Linked DNA regions of Mus musculus: all the other regions are linked to region 1. A link is a contact called in public Hi-C and HiCAR-type data. All regions are on one chromosome and are shown on one strand. Each heading gives the region's core, a stretch centred on a gene start, on an enhancer-like site or on the middle of the called end of the contact. The rest is flanking DNA. Distances are from core to core; before and after follow the strand shown. Region 1 holds the start of Cep350 (centrosomal protein 350). Region 2 holds the start of Cacybp (calcyclin binding protein). Region 3 holds the start of Smg7 (Smg-7 homolog, nonsense mediated mRNA decay factor (C. elegans)).

Region 1 (3,854 bases), core at 439-2,938:
TAGGCATGGTGGTGCAGGTCTGTGATCCTAGCACTCAGGAAGACTGTGAGTTCCATGCCAACCTGCAGGATCTTCTGAGAGAGAGAGAGAGAGAGAGAGAGAGAGAGAGAGAGAGAGAGAGAGTGAGAGAGAGAGAGAGAGAGAGAGAGAGCGCAGTTGAGAACCAATGCTGGAAATTTGATGAAAACAGGAGTTCAGGCTGATAGCAGAGAGCAATGCTGACACCATAACAAAAACCTCATTGCCTTTCTGTTGATCACGAGGTAACGTAGGAGGTGGGAAACTATGTTAGCTTTAGAGTAAAGGAGATTATTTCCCATTGATTGGTGCTATAATATTGGGCAGATAGTGTTTCAGAACCCACTATTAAAAAGTAATCATAACTCAATAAGGGGATTGGATACGTTCTTTAAAATAACTAGGCTGGAGAAAAGGTAAATTTCACTTTTCTTTTTATTACATGTATGTATGTATGTATGTATGTAATCATACATGTCTTCTCATGCACCTGCACGCAATGCAGATCAGAGGACACCTTAGAGGAATCTGCTCTCTTGGTCCACCATTCTGGGTCCGGGGATCAAACTAAGATCGCCAGGCGTGGTGGCAATTCCCTTTACCTGCTAATCCATTTCCCTGCCGCAGTTCCACCTTTCAAATCTTTTTCTTGCTACTGCTTGCGTACTCGGGATCTCCACAACTCTCATTCTTTGCTGAAGTGCTGTTCTCAGGGAGGGTGTATACATTGACATATGTGCAGGACTTTTGTACATTCACGTAGTTCCTGCTGAGGCGCGGCTGTCTTATGGGGAGGATCAGTTATTGTCGTCTGCTTTTATTGATATGGTCAAGGTAGCGAACATTTATTGAACATCTACAGTGTTGTAGTTACTGTGCCAGGCCCTACTGGGTATACATAGAAAAAGGAGACTTTAAGACACCCATGGTACTTTAGATGAGAAATAATTTCGAGGCAAAGTAACTATCGGAGCCCAGAAGGTGGAGAGCTTAGCTGCAGTGAGCACCTAGCGGAAGGTGTCAGGCATTATTCGCAGAAAAGCTGTCCTTTACAGTCTTGACAGACGATAAAATTCACCAAGCGGAGGCTGGTGACAAAGACAAAGCTAAGAGAAAATATGTTGACCCCAGAGGGCTTCTCAAACCACAACACCGAAGGGAAAGGAAACGTAGTTTTTGCTTGTTTTGGAAAGAGCTTAAGCCATCAGTGTGCGTGCTGAACAGAACTGTAAACCCCTGGCCAATGAGAGGGCCGCAGTGACAGCAGCGAGCAGCCGCAAAGCTGCGGTTACTCCGATCCGCCTAGAGTGACGATTCCTTCTGAATCGTCTGCCGGGTCCCGGATCCCTGGGTCACCCTTGTCAAGTCCTCAGCGTGTTTTGGCTCGGGGGTGACCCGCTCAGCCAGAAGGCCCAATTAGCGTCAAAGGGAAGGGGGTGGTCTCCTCTGCGGATAGACTCTGGCTCCTCCCGAGTCCCGCCGAGCTCCCAAAGCGCCACACCAAAGATGGCTTCCCCGCATCCTCTAGCCTCGGGTCCGATCGCGCTCCTCCGTCGGCCACACTCAACATGGCTGGCCTTCACCCAGGGTTGCATTCCTGCGGAACCGTCTCCGGACAGTTCTCGCGAGGTTTGGCGAGTCTCTCTCCCCCCCCCCCCGCCCTCTCCCTCCCTGACTGCTCCCGCCCTGCCTCGCGCCGCCGCCACCGCCACTGCCGCCGGCGCCGCTCCTCCTCCGTGTCAGTTGTTGAGCTGTAATGGCGACTGGGCCGCCGCTGCCGAAGTGACTCCCGGGGCGGGGGAGCGGGGCCGGACCTGCGCCTGAGAGGACTGCGGAGAGCCGCAGCTCGGGAGGGGGCTCGCGGCGGGGCAGAGGAAGGCCGCCTCTGCGCCTCTCCTTCCTTGCCTGCCGCCCGGCGGATCCCGGGAGCCGGGGCGAGGCGGGCACCCGGTGCGTCCCCGGAGCGGGGAGGCCAGGCCGGGCAGCCCTGGGGCCGGTCGGGGCGGCGTCACTGCACCCTCCGCCAGGCCCCGCGGGATGCACCGTGGGAGCCGAGGGCGGAGGCGACACTCTCAGGTGAGCTGCGGGGAGACCTGGCGGAGCCTGCTCCGCCTCGGATGTCTCTGTCCGCGGTCCCAGGTCCCCGAGGTGGCCAGAGAGGCGGGGCGGGGCCCCCCTGGCACTGCCTGACGTCCCCCCCGGGGACCCTCCTTGGGTCCCGAGACTTTTCCTGGAGGGTCATCCTGAGACCTGGGCTCCCGGACCTACTGGTGCCCACGGAAGACAAGATTTCTTTGCTTACCTGCCAGTGTCGCCCTCAGCACCCTCGCCCCTCCTCTTGTCTGCATAGAGTTAAGCCACCTCTCACCTTTGGTCTCCGAAGTGTCCCTTCTTCGTTTGGAGATCGAGCATATTTTGGGAAATTCCGGGGCACTAGCTCCAGTGTCAGGAACAGTTTCTGTTCCTTTTCCTGGGTGTAATATTCTCAAAGTGCAGTATGGGGAAAACTTTGATCACCTCCAGTCCAGCAGCAGTTGTTGAATGGAGTCCACCGGCTTATTCACACATGATTGGGTGGAGAGGGGGTGACATTTAACAAGCCTTACACGTTGGAAGTTGTCACTTTCCCTCCCCTCCCCCCTCTTTTAAATTCAGACTAATATGCTAAATCATATTTAGTTAATGTCACAGATACAGGCAGAAATTTGCCAGGGTTTTAGTTTTCAAGTTCGGAACTTGCAAATAGGTATAGATTTTTTTTTAAATGGATTTTTTGATGTTGTAACAAATGTTTCATTTGGGGGGAAAAAATAGGCCCTTAGGAATAGTGGTCGGTATCCATGTACTCTACTTAATTGTTTTGCTGGTGTTTCTTGTTTTGAAATTGGAGAAGTCGTTAGTGTTGCCATGTTAACCTGCTCCCTTCGCTTGTATTTTAAAGATTTAAATGGACAGTCCATCCTAGACCAACCTACTATTAGCACCTGGGAATTTTTGAAGAGGCAATAATGAAATACTACAAACTGCTCTCCATTTAAAAACTTTCTTAATTTAAAATACTGCTTTTTAAAAAGGCAGCGTGCTGCTAATAACTTGGGATTGTGACTTTGGGAGACTCCTAGACCTGTACTAGAAGTTATTGCAAGCCCATGAAAGTGTAAGAGGTTTTGTATGCTAAATTGACAAACTATTAAATGCAACAAATCTGAACTGTTACTGCATTCAACTTAGTACACCTTAATCAGAATATGAAGGTCATGCCAGAATACATTGTATATGTAGACAAATATGTATCTTGTCTTTTCATAGCAGAACTTTGTGCTTATAGTGATAGTAATGTTTGTAAACAATTTTGTATAAATATGAAAGACTTTTTTCTGACATGTATTGGTGTATAGTATTATTTTAAGACCATCAATACTATAGAATCAACCTTTTATGGTGTTAATACATTTATGAATTAAAGTTTTAAAATTTTTTTCTTCTGATTGTCATTTTTTAAAATCCATTTTTAACACACTATATAGAGGCAACAAGAAAGGAAGTGAAGTCCTTATGTAACCACTTTAGTTTGTTAAACTGCTATAATTTATAATGAGGGCAAAAGAGAAGTTTTACGAAATAACTGACTTTTTGGGGGCGAGGGTGGGGGGACGAGTGTACTTCCATGAATTAGTCTTTGTGTACTCTTGTGAGCAAAGGGGACTCAGATCTTTATTTTGTAGTTGTGGAAATGAACATACAAAGCCATTAATTTATGTGTGCTGTTTTTATTCTGCAGATGTTCTAGAATTAGCTACATTTTAAATTAAATATTAGCCTTAGATACTTTTGCT
Region 2 (3,854 bases), core at 694-3,193, 4.2 Mb before region 1:
TTTTTTTTTTTTTATTGTAATTGTGCTTCTTTGGGGATGCTCCTTTGTTCTCTCCCAACCTGGACTCCTCTCTTAATCAGAGACAGTCCTTTGTCCCTCTAGGACAAATAGCCCTTCACTCTCTACCTTGCTCCTTTCTGCTTCTCCTAGGCCTCTATCTGTTGCTTGTCCCACTAGAGGAAATAAATCTTTGTGTTGAGAATTTGGACTTGGGGTGTCTTGTGCCAAAACCAGTCCCTATATAACTCAACCATTTTTGCTACTTAGGTCTCTTGTTTGAGTCAGCCTCTCTTGGTCTGAGAAGGTTAGGCTGACTCCATGACAGGCTTTAAATTGACCGTTTGACTGGGTAAGGCCAGTCCGCAGAAGCTGCCTCACCACCTGGCCTGAGGCAAGGACAATGGGTCGGCACCAGTTTCCAGACTTCTTCAGCAACAGTTTTTAGTCTCCATGCCCGAGTAATGGAATGTCGATAGAAATGGGGTTAGAGGTCATCCCCTAGGGAATAAATGGAATCTCCTAACATGCATTAAATCAGGCCTTCAAGCTCACTTGGTTGACTCTTTATTTCTGGTAATGGGAGACTCCAGCACCGCTGGACTTCTGCAGAATAAAACACTCTGTGCGTTTACATACTGTTTGAGCCTAGGGTATGATTCTTAGACCATTCATGGACTCTTACAGGTTCAAGGCCCCTCTTGCTCTTATGTTGTATTTAGTCTAACAGTCATGTTCGACCTGGACCCTTCCCTCTGCCTGTCTTCCTTATAGCTACAAAAAAAAATTAAAAATAATAAAAAAAATCTTCTCCATACTTTAGAAGTAGCCATGTCCTCCTCCTTTTTATTTCACCTTTTCATAAACTTCAAAGGGTGGCACCTTTCTGTCATTGTCCACTCCAGAAAAGGATTGTTTTTATTTTTATCACTATAGGCCATGGGACTGGTGGTTTGAGACTTTTATTTAAGTTGCAACTATACACGACATACATCCCTGTCTAACTTGTCATTTTGTGCAAGTTTGTGTGAGAAGTTCGTACAGGTTGCATGCCTTAATGTTACATTAATATAAAGTGTAGTGTAGCAGCATTTTCCTTGACTTGCTGATGCTAGTAACTCCCCTAAGCATCTGTAAGCTGACAGCAGATTGCTCTACCTCCCAATGGGTACTGTTTGTTTTCTGTCTCGGTTTACTGGGTGTTATGGACGTCTCTATGCTGTCATAATTAAGATAATTTGAAAAACGGTTTTACGCTGGGGGTTTACTAATCCGGGCTGCTGCAACCCAAAGTCCTAAGAATTCCTCCACATTTTACGTGGAAATTCACTCAATCCAAACCCTGCTGAAAATACAAAATAAACCGCTAGTAAAGAGCGAAGGCAGTGGAAAACTTCGTATCAAGAGCTCATATAGGCAAGGGAGAATGGAGCGTTCGGCCACTTGAAACCGTGCCGCTTTCCACCACGGCGCCCAGAGCCAGTCAGGAAGCCCGTGCAACCTTCCTACAGTCCCACGAGATGGCGCCACGTCAACGGTGCTAGACGCAGGACGCCTCCAGAAACCCAAGGCCCACTTAAAGCCATTGTTCTACTTAGGAGCCTTCCTCCCTTAACAAATCCGTCCTTTTTTGATGGTAGTTGTGCTTCTTTGGGGGCGCTCCTTTGTTCTTTCCCGATACCTCAGAGCTGCCGAAGACAAGATGGCGGCCTGGCAACTCCGCATCGCACCAGCGGAAGCAGCCCTTCTCGAGACACTTCCTATCGGGTCCCCAAACCTTTGAAGGTTAGTTCCGGGGCTAGGTCTGGCCGCGGTTGCGAGCTGCGACTGCGCAGCCCGGTTCTGCCGGCGCGGAACGACGTCTCAATCGCTGGGGCGGAAGGAAGTGGCTGGACGCCTCCTGAGCATTCGATCGCTCGCGAGAATTGAGCGTTGCTAGGCAACCAGCCTGGGGGCGGGACTAGACTCGGAGGGGCGGGGCCTTGGGAGGCTCCGGTGGAGCCTTGCGAAGGTTCCAGAGCCGTCTCGTGCGGAGGGCGGGCCGCCGTGTCGCGCCGGGTCTGTGGAGCTCGCTGCCGGCGCTGCGACGCTCGTGGGTGGCGTGTTCGGCTTTTCCTGTCTGCTTCGGTGCACCGCTGCAGCTCCGGCCTCGGGTCTGACGCGCGACGGCATGGCTTCCGTTTTGGAAGAGGTAGGGGTCGGCCTGGACCCACCGGCTCGCGCCGCCGGGCGGCGGCTGCTTTCCCGGGGCTGATGTCCTCGGCTCTGCCCCCGTCGCGGGCCCGCGGCCTCTACGCCGCCGCCTGCCTGGGCCTGAGTGTCCCGGCCGCGGCTGGAAGGTCGGGGGTGTGTCTGGATCCCAATTTTTGGCGCGGTTCGTGGTAGGCTCGCGGGTGGCGGTCCCCTCTCTCCATTGCCTGAGGTCTTCTCGGCTCCCGGTTCCTGGCCAGGGATCAGAAACCTTCCTGCAAAGCTCTGAGCTCCGGGCCGGGGGCCATGGGAAGGAATTCCCATGCCCGCATGACTAGTCATGGTCACCGCTTTCATTTTATAGGTGGTTATACATACATTCTCTGTATTATTTCTAAACGCCCTGGACAGTGCTTATGGTTTCAGTTTTTATTTAGCAGTGCCAGTGGCGGACCTGCAGGCCTTACACACGCTAGGCAAGCTCTCTACCGTTCCGGTATACCCCCAGTCTTTATGTATAAAAGCAATTTTTAAAAAGTTACTGGGAATTGAGCAGTAGGTACGACTAGGAAATTGCCTGGCGTGTGTTTTTAGATTTGTAAAAAATGAATGTGAATGACTTGACTTTTTGGATCCTCGAGGTCTCCATAGCAAGAGTAATTGAATTGCCGGGTTTTGGCCAATACAGGTTTTATGTGATTGACATATTGTTTTCACAGAAACATTGGCTGTTAAGATTTGCTTTTCGGAAACTTCTCCCTCACTTAGAAATCATGGGCTTTAAACACATAAAAATTAGGAAGTTAAAGTATTCATCTGGGTATCTTGCGACAAGATAGGCAGGCACCACGTGCTCACTGGGAGAGTGGAGAGGGTGGCTTAACAGTTGTGCAGCATTAATTGTCTCCAAAAGAGAAGGGACTTTAGACTTGGAGCTATGCATATAGGGGCATGTTTTTCTTCTGAGATTAAAATTCACCTTATTCAATCATATTAAGATGTGAAATTCAACTTTTTCTGTCGTACAACCATCAGTGTTACCTAGTTGCAGACTATTTTCGTTTCCTTAAATAGAAATCCATTGTAGGTGCTCCATCTACTTAGGCTGGAGCCTTAGGATTTTCTAGTTCAGTCGTGGTATCAGTATGGCATTCCTTTGGGTGGTTGAATACTGTCCCATTGTACAGATGGAATTCCTACTCTTCTGTTTCTCCATCTTGCCGATTGTGATTTCTTGTAAACAAGTTTTGTTTTGTGGGCATGTTTTTAGTCCGTGTAATTGCCAAATAATAGGGAAAGTCTTAGGAAGCTACCGTTTCCACAAGAATTGCACAAAAGGTGCCATTTCTCCACACATTCACTAACATTTGTTATTTTATTGGGTGGTTTTTGTTCATATGCTAACATCCACATGAGGGTGTAGTACCACCTCATGCATTGGCTATGCATCTTCATAGCTGTGTGCATCTATTTGTGTGTGTACCTGGTGTCCAATTCCATGTCTTTGTGGAGGAGAGTTGGGTTCTTCCATTTTGAGCAGTTGGGTGGGAGTAGGTCTCACTGAGTACCCCTCACTTGGTCTTTGAGATACACTTGCCTCCAGAGTGGCAGAACTAAAGGCATGTGCCACCAGGCCAGACCGAGCCCCTATTTAACAACTGGGAAAC
Region 3 (3,854 bases), core at 512-3,011, 3.1 Mb after region 1:
ACTGCGTTCTTGGATCTTATTCTAAAACACTTTAGGATAGCTGCTTATATAACTTTCAACATCAATTGAAAATAAAACCTGTAAAATATCAATAATTACTTCATTCCATCAGAATGACTTATTCTACACGATTCCACATCATCAGGATCCATTATTTCTATTTTAACCCTAAACCTGACACAAAATGCTTAAAATATTCGTTCTCAAAATGGAAAATTATTTTCTTAAACTCCCTCATGCAGATAAATCTAGATACTTTTTTTTTATGGCAAGTTCTAAAACACTGCAGATGTTTTTGAGGAGGGGGTCTTTGGAGATCAACCTTCGATGACGGAGCGTCTTTTCTCTCTGAGGGTACCTCTGGAAAGAACGTCATCAGCCTTTCTGATCGCTCTCCATTCTAAATGCCTAAGAACTGCGTGTTAGCCTCCTAGGCTGGGTTCGAGCTCTCACTAAGTCGCCTACGGGAGGTCTCGCCGGTGATATCGAGTAGGAATTAGGCAAGGGTCGACCGGCTACAAAAAGTCGAACATTCGCGATCGCCGGAGCCGCATCTCGGTTGTCATGTGCCCGTCTCTTCCCTTAGGGACCCGCTTCTGGCGGGATCCCGCTGCCCAGCCTCAAACAGTGGTGGGGAAGCCCCTTCCCTTTCCTCTGACTTCGCAGCATCGCCCTCGCTTTCTCGTTCCCACCCACTCGCCGCCGGCCTTCATAACCTGCCTTTTCTTCTCGGGCCCGGCCCTCTCCCTACCCGGCTCAGATAGGCAACGATGGAGGTGGTTTCCACCCTTGGGGGACTGGCAATGCCTAAAATGAATGCTTCGGGGTCTCCCCCAATTTTTGCTGGGAGAGTAAGGGAGGAAGAAATGGACTTTCCTACTCGGATAACCATTTCGACTTCTGGCTTTTAAAAAGGCAGGGAATCCAAGTGGGGAATCCTGGGCAGTTTCCAGGGAACCCGTTTCTCTACGGGAGGGTCACCCTGTCTACACACGGCAGTTACTATGACAATACAACCACAGCCTCCAGTTTCCATGGCAGCGGCCTGCCCAATCGGATTGGTTTTCCTTTCTATTTCTCCCTGGGCTCCGCCCTATTCCCCCCCCCCCCCCCAACCTTCTCCCAGAGTGCCCGGGGAGGGGCGGCTGAAACGGGGGAGGCCTCTGCGTCACTCTCCGGCGCGCGAGGGGACGACCGGAGTCGAGGAATTGGCGGGCGGAACTGTAGGAGGAAGGGGTGGCGTTTCCGGCGGGGAAAGTGGAGGAGTGGGAAAAAAAAAAAAAAGAAAGAAGGAAGGAAGTGAGAAGTGGGCGGGTGGCCGGGCGGAAGGCTTTGAGTGTGACTCCGGGCTGCTCTGGGCTCGATGTCCGCGGTGAGCCGGGGGCCGCCCCCGCGCCCGGGAGGAACAGGACGGAGCCTTAGGAGGCCGCCGGGCACCAGCACCGGATCGTTCGGCCGGCGCGCGGGCACCGCACCGCTCGCCGATCCCAAGAGGGAGCGCTACAGAGCGGCGGAAAGCACCCAGAGGGACCGGCGCTGCTGAAGTCTCGCGAGAGCGAACCCGACTTCCTTCCTCTGCTTCTCCCCTCCTCTTTCCCCGCCCCTTTCCCCTTCTTTTTCCCCCCCCCCTCCGGAGCCGGAGCGTCCCTGCGCCCCACAGGCCAGAGCCGCAGCCGCTGCCGGAGCCGCTCCCCCCAACTCCCTCCCCCTCGCCTCACTCACTCTCCCCCCCCCCCACCCCGCGCCAAGCGAGGAGGAGTCGGAGGAGAGGAAGATGGCGGCGACCGCCAGCACCCGCGGGGCCGCGGGGCCGCTCCGAGGAGCCTGAGAGACCCACGGAGGCTTCGCGGCGAGACGCGGCGGCGGAGGATGAGCCTGCAGAGCGCGCAGTATCTCCGGTGAGCGCCGGAGCTTGGCCGAGGCGTGGTGGCGACGGGGGAAGGGGAGGCTCTCGGGGGGCCGAGGACCGGCGGACTCGGAAGCGGTGGGGGAGTCGCGGCGTCCTTCTGTCCCCAGGGCGGGGAGGCCGAGCGCGGGGCCGAGCGGGCGGCTGCGGGAGGGGGCGGGCACACACATGGCTGCCTGGCCCCCGGGAAGCCGGGCGAGCCGCGCTCCGGGGGAAGCCGGGCGAGGAGCGGAGGGAGGTTGGGGAAGCGGGAGACGAGAACGTGTGTGTGAGTGTGTGTGTGTGCGTGTGCGCGCGCGCGCGCGCGCCTCTGGTCGCAGGCTGCGGGGCCGGGGTAGGGGAGAGGAGAGCCGGCAGCGACCCAGAGTCGAGGTGGGTGTGAAGGGGTCTGGAGCCCACGGCCCGGGAAACGTGGTGTGCTGGCCGGGGCGATGCAGGAGAGAGGAGGATGGAAGTCGGCACACCTGGGGGTTGGGAGGGCGCATTCTGGAGGGCAAATGAGAGGAAGGGGAGCCCGCAGGAAACGCGAGCTTGTTCTTTAGTCGCGGGCTGGAAGGAGGAGAAATAATGCCTTCTGTCCAGAGTTAGAGGGGTCGGAGAGCCCGGAAAGGGGGAAAAAGGATGGGGAGACGAGGGAAGAGGGAGGTGCTACGAACAAGGTGATGTTCTCGAAAGAAACTGTAGTTGGAAGATACCATTCTGAGAGTCGTGTGCATTCATTAGGTGCGATGTAAGGAACTTGTATGAAGGAGATAGAGTGACCCATGGGTACTGGGGGTGCGTGCGTGTGTATGTGTATGTGTGTGTGTGTGTGTGTGTGTGTGTGTGTGAGTGTCTGGGGTAAGGGAGGGGAAGCAGGGATTGATGCACACTTAAAGAAGACTCACATGCATTAACACCGACGTCGAGAACATTTTGAATGGAAAGACAGCAGCTGGTGTGCAGTCAGAATAGTTTGACGGATTTTGAGTGAGAGCTTGGAGGAAACTAGAGGGGAAAATACAGCCTTCACAATGGGAAATAAGGTTGCTAGTGCCTGAGGCTAATGGAGGAGTTGCTAAGACTGGGAACTTACAAACTGGCCTTTTTGTCTTTCAGGAACAGTGTTTTTCTTTTAAATAGCAGGTCTTATTTGGGAAGATACTTTTAAAAAGTGAGTTGAAACCTTGAGGAGAAGAGAATTGAATGGGTAGATAACTGAGTAAGATTTTCTTTAGCTGTTTAGACATAAGTGATGTGGAAGTCGATGTGTTAAGAGTGGTCCCATATATATATTTATATTGCAAGAGAATTGATGTTGTTCTGTGGTAAACAGAGTGGCTATTCTGTCTTTGAAAGTAGTTATTCATTACACTGGAGAGAGAGTGGTGGGATCTCTGAATCTTTGATGCATGAATTCCAGAGTTTAGCACAATGTGTATGCCTGATATTATAAGGTGGCATTCTCTTTTTTTTCCTCTGTTACCCTTATTACTGCATTAAGTAAACTTTACAGTGAGCTGTGAATATATAGGTGCAGTAGAAAAAAATAGAAACTACCAGGACAGTTCTTAATCTTAAGGAAATTACATGATAATATCCAGTGTGTGAGTAAATTAATAGCACAGACTAATGTAGCTATCACCACAAAAAGGTACCATGTTTTTGAGTCCTAGATGACCTGAGCAGTTGAGGGAAATAGGAAAGGCTCTCTTTGTTCATCTGCTCTTTCTACTCCTATGATTCATTGATTGGTTGGTTGTTCACCTGTAGGTAAGGCATTGTACCAACTGCTAAGAATAGAGAGTAAGGACTCCACCCTCTTACAGAACTTACTAGTTTGTTAGGTTTTAGAAGAAAAGAACACTTAAACTTTTATAAGGATGGACTCTTCCTGACAGCTGTGGATTAAGAAAGGGAGATTCTAAATGGAAGGACATAGATAATAAGGAAATGGAAGGGGGAGTGG

Evidence for each region. A called contact is a pair of places that touch in the nucleus more often than the background predicts. HiCAR-type assays count read pairs that join an accessible place to other places.
Region 2: a Hi-C map of muscle stem cells shows a contact between it and region 1, with 15 times the contacts expected there. The contact joins the promoter of Cacybp here to the promoter of Cep350 in region 1. A contact is called at or near these places in 2 of 484 Hi-C or Micro-C datasets (muscle stem cells and uterus).
Region 3: a HiCAR-type map of astrocytes shows a contact between it and region 1, with 4 times the contacts expected there. The contact joins the promoter of Smg7 here to the promoter of Cep350 in region 1. A contact is called at or near these places in 2 of 39 promoter capture datasets (liver and pre-B cells), 3 of 484 Hi-C or Micro-C datasets (B cells, CD4 T cells and natural killer cells) and 1 of 115 datasets of contacts at active chromatin or transcription factors (astrocytes).

What each region holds. Positions count from the first base shown.
Region 1 is chr1:155,971,089-155,974,942 of GRCm38.p6, reverse strand. It overlaps Cep350 (centrosomal protein 350), which reads left to right and starts at 1,688. Exons shown (of 38, transcript NM_001039184.1): 1 at 1,688-2,094.
Region 2 is chr1:160,210,981-160,214,834 of GRCm38.p6, reverse strand. It overlaps Cacybp (calcyclin binding protein), which reads left to right and starts at 1,943. Exons shown (of 6, transcript NM_009786.2): 1 at 1,943-2,188. The coding sequence starts at 2,168.
Region 3 is chr1:152,900,553-152,904,406 of GRCm38.p6, reverse strand. Smg7 (Smg-7 homolog, nonsense mediated mRNA decay factor (C. elegans)) reads left to right here and starts at 1,761. Exons shown (of 23, transcript NM_001160256.1): 1 at 1,761-1,898. The coding sequence starts at 1,870.